Linked DNA regions of Macaca mulatta: region 2 is linked to region 1. Evidence: chromatin contacts called from public Hi-C data. All regions are on one chromosome and are shown on one strand. Each heading gives the region's core, a stretch centred on a gene start, on an enhancer-like site or on the middle of the called end of the contact. The rest is flanking DNA. Distances are from core to core; before and after follow the strand shown. Region 1 holds the start of FLII (FLII actin remodeling protein). Region 2 holds the start of TOP3A (DNA topoisomerase III alpha).

Evidence for each region. A called contact is a pair of places that touch in the nucleus more often than the background predicts.
Region 2: a contact with region 1 is called in a Hi-C map of blood, with 2.0 times the contacts expected there. The contact joins the promoter of TOP3A here to the promoter of FLII in region 1. A contact is called at or near these places in 2 of 14 Hi-C or Micro-C datasets (blood and liver).

What each region holds. Positions count from the first base shown.
Region 1 is chr16:19,842,434-19,845,505 of T2T-MMU8v2.0, reverse strand. It overlaps FLII (FLII actin remodeling protein), which reads left to right and starts at 1,434. Exons shown (of 30, transcript XM_015118760.3): 1 at 1,434-1,536. The coding sequence starts at 1,474.
Region 2 is chr16:19,898,209-19,901,280 of T2T-MMU8v2.0, reverse strand. TOP3A (DNA topoisomerase III alpha) reads left to right here and starts at 1,480. Exons shown (of 19, transcript XM_015118765.3): 1 at 1,480-1,888. The coding sequence starts at 1,709. It overlaps SMCR8 (SMCR8-C9orf72 complex subunit), which reads right to left and starts at 1,200. Exons shown (of 2, transcript XM_001095753.5): 1 at 1-1,200. The coding sequence starts at 708.

The DNA of each region.
Region 1 (3,072 bases), core at 185-2,684:
TCCCTTCGGGGCGGGACTCCCTGACGCAGTCCGAATTTAAAGGTGCAGGGCTGCATTCCGAGCCTGCGACCAGGTGATGTGACAGGCAGCCCTCCGGGAAGTCTGTGCGTTGTAATGTGAGCCTCCGGTGTGGAAAAAGCTGTCTGGGCCCCCGTTCCTTCCAGGAGCCAGGTAGAGAGGCTGCACATGGCTAGAGGCCCGGCACATCCAACCTGTTAGATCACCTCTGCGAGAGAGTGTCTTGGTGGCCTCGTTCTTAACTGTGGGCCTGCGAGGCACAGTGTGGCGAAAGTGCCGACCCCTGCCACCTGCTCCGTGCGAGCTTATGTGGGCCATTCTCCACCTGGGCCTGTTTTTCTCCTGTAAAATGGGGACACTAGACCCCCTCCTCCCCTACGAAGCATGGCTGGGCATATAACAGCTGTGGCTCATTTATCGGGGTCCTGCTATGTGTCAGCCAGGGCGAGCCCCCTGTGAACAGCAGGGACCAAGACAGATGCTTCTCTTCTGGACCCTCCCTTTGTAGGGGGGCACGAGCACAGGGGTGCTGACACTAAGTGGGAATAATAAACCTGGCACACAAAACAAAACGGAATAATAACCTGCCACTCACTGAGCGCCTGCTGTATGCTGCAGGCTACACGTGCATTCTTTGTTCATTTACTTATGGTGACAATCTTAGGAAGCATTTTACAAATGAGGAAACTGGGTAGGGCGCGGTGGCTCACGCCTGTCATCCCAGCACTCTGAGAAGCTGAGACCGGAGGATCACTTGAGGCCAGGACATCAAGACCAGCCTGGGCAACATAGCAAGACCTTCGTGTCTACAAAAAAACAAAAATAAATTTAGCCAGGTGTGGTGGTCTGCGCCTATAGTCCCAGCTAATCGGGAGGCTGAGCCCAGGAGTTCCAGGCTGCAGTGAGCTATGATCACACCACTGCACTCCAGCCTGGGCGGCAGAGCAAGAAGACCCTGTCTCAACAAAATAAAAACAACACATGAGGAAACGAAGTCCAGAAGCTGGAGAGCTAGGACCCGAGGAGCCAGGTGTCTCACTACCACCGGTCAGCCAAGTACAGGCACTTCCTGGGCCCCTGCGACCCGGGGCCTGGGTTTAGAATCTCTCCGAGGTCAGGGCCAGCTTCATGTGCTGCAGCAGTACAGGGGACGGTGCCTGGCCCAGCGGCCGTTACGGCCCCTACCCTGAGACGCTGGGACTTAAGCCTGGAGATGGTGGAAGCCTCCAGCTCCTGCACAGGAGACGCCCAGCACTCCTTGATGCCACCGCAGTCTTTGAACAGACGGGGAAACTGAGGCCCTAAGAGGCCTAAAGCCTACCCTTCCCGGCGGAAAGCGACCGGCGCGGGCGGGTTAAAGGGGCGGGGCCGGCGCTGGCCCAGCCCGTGGCTCCCCGCACCGCCCCCGCCCCGGCGTTCCTTAGCCCTGCCCGGCCCGGCAGCGAGAGGGGCGCCATGGAGGCCACCGGGGTGCTGCCGTTCGTGCGTGGCGTGGACCTCAGCGGCAACGACTTCAAGGTGAGCTGGACCGGGCGCGTGCTGGGCCTCCCTGCAGGCCTTCTCTTCCGCCCGGCCCGCTTGGCCTCCGCTTCCTGTCCCGCCCGGCTCCAGGCCCTGCGCGTCCCCGGGACTGCGGCCGGGGCGGGGGTGGGGCTCTCCCCTGGCCAGGAATGGACCTCCGAGGCCTCCGCCCGGTGCCTGTACGGGGAGACCGAGGCCGGGCAGGCCCAGGACGGACGCTTGGGCTCGGAGTCCCGCCGGGGACCCGGCCGGGAGCCCCCACCCCGTGTCCGTGTTATCCGTCTGGGCTGGATGGTGGCCTGGGGGTCGGGCGAGCCTCCCCGCCCCCGAGAGGTCACACGCCCAAGCCAGGCCCTGACTCAGGGATGGCGGCCTGGCCGCCCAGGGGCGGGTGCGGAGCCGACTCATCACTGCCCTCTCCCCGCCACCGCCACCCGCCATCCTGTGTGATCCTGGGCCTCTCAGATCACTTCCCCTCTCAGAGCCCGGGCTTTCTCAGCCGGTGAAAGGGCTTAAAAGTCGCCTCCTTGGATGCAAGGGGTGTAGTGAGATTTGTTGGTGTGGAGAGTGTGTCAGGCGGGTGTGCCAGGTGCTGGGTCTGAGCAGCTGCTGTACTGAGAGAGAAAATGACGGAGCCCAGCCCTCTGTAGCCAGTGGGTGGGGCGGGAGGTGGTTCCAGGACTCAGGAATGAGACAGGCATCGCCGTACCATAGGGGAAGCAGAAAAAGAGAGGAGGGAAGAGCTGGCTGGAGGGTCAGCCTCACTTTCAGGGTGGGTGACTGGCAGGGTCTGCCTGGGTTGTCAGTCTGGGGCCGAGAATGAAAACGCAGGTTTTTCCTGCGTTTACCTGCATGTGTACACACCTTTGACCCAAAGTACAAGTGTCCACACCACTTTTCCCTGACCCCATCCCCACCACCCTAACCTGGGGTCTCTGTTCCTCTTTGCTGAACTGGGAGAGTCTGAGTCACCAGCTGGGAATGTGGCCCCAGGGGGAGAGGAATACCAGCCGCGGGCACTGAAGGCACGTGCTGCCCCAGACTTGGTGCCACAAGGGCTGGGTGCCAAGGTGGGCGTTCACACACTGGGGGAGTGCAGTGATACGGCCCTGCCCTGCAGGGTGGGGAGCCACGGTCTCCACAAGCAAGAGTTTGGCCCTGGCTGTGTGAATCGCCTGTGTGCTGATGGCAGGGTGAGGGTACAGGTGGGGCCTTTGCAAAGGCTTGGAGGGGGGAATCCCCCACCCCAGGCCTCCAGTCAGAGCGTGGAATGCTGGGTGAAGGAATTTGAGCAGAGCTAACCACAGTGCCGGGTGCTGGGCTCTCACCTGAAACAAGCCAGTTTTGTCCTGGCCCTCCTGGGGCCCAGAATCCAGTAGGATAGACAAATCTTAGGCCAACACTTTTGTCACAGGGGGGCTTTTATTAGTCCCATTCTATGGGTGAAGAAATTGAGGTGCAATGATGAAATGACTTGTCTGTGTTCTCACGGCTGGTGAGAATTGGTTCTGTGGCTCCCCAAAGGCTCCCATG
Region 2 (3,072 bases), core at 231-2,730, 56 kb before region 1:
CAGTTCATTGGCTTTCTCAATTGCCTGAGATGAGTAAAAGCCTTTGTCGTTGGCTTTCTTCTGGATCTCTGTTTCTGTGTGCAGCACTGTCCTGGTGTAATCCAAGTCTTTCAGCTTTTTTTCAAGTTCCCCAGCAAATGCTTTCCTGTTTCCAGTTTTCAAGCACTCAGAAGCTCTGGAAAATTCGGCTGAAAGCTCCTGGAACTGCTGCATGATTTTATGCTGGTCTGCAGAGATATAAGCCATGCAAAACGGCCTCACGAAGCCACGGGCCTCCAGGTCGTATAGGGTAAGGTGGTGCACGTATGCAAAGGCTCCCTCCTTGGAATCTCCCAGCACCACCTTGGAGTCCTCCACGAAGTTCAGCTTGGGGTAGGCAGATCCAGGAGGATGGCCCACGAAGGAAGCCTGGTAATCCACTGACATGATACGCAGGGAGAAGTAATTGAGATCAAAAGTGCCAAAAACTTTGGTGTCATTGGGGATAGTGAGTAACGGTTGGGGTCCCACCTGCTCAGAGAACTCGGAAATAAGAATGAAGTCCCTCGAAAACTTGGCCCCAGACAGTTTTGACCAGGGGTTAGCACCCTGGTTGGCGAAGGGGAAAAGCGGCACCGAGTACTCCTCAGGCAGGGCCGGCTCATTGTAAGGCTCTTCCTCATATTCTTCCTCTTTAGTGAAGGCCACTACGTCAGGGGCGCTGATCATATTTCCAGATGTATGAAGAAAACATTGAGAGGAAGTGGGAAAAAATGCGGGGTTAATCGACGCGCAGAAAGCAGGCCTCCGGAGAAGGAAGCGAAGCCCTTACCGCCTTTGCGACTCCCCGAACCCGGGGTCCTAGGCTGCTTCTCACGCACCCGAGGACTCGAACTCTAGCCGCCCCCTCGGAGTTGTAGCTCCTCCGGAGCTCTCGGAGGCCTCATGAACGCCAAGGCCGCAGGCCCAAATGCCCTCTTCTTCCTCCGGCGAGCGCGGCCAGCACAAGAAACCTGCAGCGAGGTCACCTGCACTCCCTGAAACCCACCGCGACAAGCAACAGCCCTCGCTCTGAACCAGGCTTAACGCGAGGCTACGGGACGCCGCAGGGGTCAGCCAAGCGCTGCCGCCCCTCACTGCCCGAGGGCAGAAACCGTCGCGGCTCCTAGGACGCCACAACCCGGATTCAGCTACCGCGGCGCCGCCATCTTGGTGTCACATGATTCCTGGTGTCGGCGCCGCGTGACCCGGAAGCGTCCTCGTAGACTTCCGAGCAGGAGAAAATAAAGTCATGAGAAAGAGAAGGCCTTGGATGGGGGTGTCCGGCGGCTTCCCCCAAGAAGGAGTGTGATTAACCAACCACTGCTGGGAAGGAGGGGAAAGTGGGGCGGAGTGAGTCGGGGAGGTGGTAGGGGGAAACGTGCTTGGACGAGGGGCGCGGGCCAGTCTGGGATTTGTAGTTCCAGGTCGCTGTGGGGCGCGCGCCTGGCGGAAGTGGCTGGAGAAGGCGGGCGGAAGCTCCACGCCAAGGTACTGGGTTCAGTGCTGAGGCGGCGGCTGCAGCACGGAAAAGACTAAGTGACTGAAGCTCCAAAAGCCAGCAGGCTGGTGGGGACGTGACCGAAGCGAGGCTCTAGTTCCTTTTCGGTGGGCGCCAGTTGAGCATCGCCTCTGGCTTCCCAAGGATGCGCCGGCAGCCGGGGAGCGGCTGCAGGCGCGGGGCCTAAGGATGATCTTTCCTGTCCTCCGTTCCGCGCTCCGGTGGCTGCGACAGCCCGGAGACCGTGCCTTTTCCCGCGCCGCCATGGAGGTGGCCCTCCGAGGCGTGCGGAAAGTCCTCTGTGTGGCCGAAAAAAACGACGCGGCCAAGGGGATCGCCGACCTGCTGTCCAACGGTCGCATGAGGCGGGTAAGAAAGCGCGTTCCGATCAGCTACGTGCCTTAAGGGAGGCCCGCCGAGCCGGACAGCGTGGTGGGCGCCGTGAATCGAGATGAAGGCGATTATCTCCCATTTCTCAGGCCTCACCGCCCCTCATCTGGATTATTGCGGTGGCCTGCTGTCTGCTATCCGACCGGAGTGCATTTTAAAACGTAGTTGAGATATTTCACTCATTTGCTTGGAAACCTTTTGTTTTCCTTGCCCTTAGCAGGTTCCCAAACTTGTCTGATTCTCGGAACCGCCTCGGGCACTGGCTGCCCTTTGGGTCTTGTGTGAGGTTGGGGAAGTCTGTATTTTACTGTTCTTCCCTCGAGATTCAGAAATTCATTTGGGGACTACTGACCAGATTCCCTTAACTTGGCGTTCAAGCCCTGCCCGATCGCTCCCCAGCCAACCTAGCCCTCCCCATCCTGTGCCACAGCCACTGTGTTCTACAGCCCTTGTGACTTTCCAGCCTCAAAGTACACAGTGACAGCAACACGGTAAGGTTTGGGGATTAGAGATGATGAACTGATTCTGAGAGAGGTAAGTGGTAAGAATGTGTTCTACACACACACGGGAGGCACAAACCAAAGGAGGATAAGAAAAAGTTTCATAAAGGAGGTGCCACGGGAGACATAAAGAGCTGTCCAGGAAAATATCTCAGATAACAAAAGTAGATCCTGAAATGGTTCTTTTCTAAGAGCGTGGGTGGAAGTTCCTTGCTCGTTTTTCTTTAGTTCCCGGGGTCCTAAGACGCGTTTCCAGTTCAAGGATAGTGGGAGTGGAGCCAGGGTTGTGTGAATGTTGGCTGACAGCTTTACCTGTTTCCAGTGCTAGAAGTCCTGGTGACCAGCCCCAAGGTTTGTCTACTTCTAGGGCTCTGGGCCTCTTGAAAAATGGTCGTCCTACACCTCACTAACTTCTTATCCTTCAAGGCTCTGCTGAATTCATTTTTTCTCTCTCTCTCTTTCTTTTTTCTAAGCAATTCAGAGGTCTTGTATTTATCTATTTTTAACCTACCATGCCATGAATCCATAGGGAATAGGTTCCAGCAGCCCAGGCTCCTTTCCATTGGTGTACTTCCCTCAATGGAACGGGCTGGCTCTTCAGTTGAACCCTTTCTCTTTGACTTGCTTCTTCTTTGATCATTTTCTTTCACACATTTCAGGAAG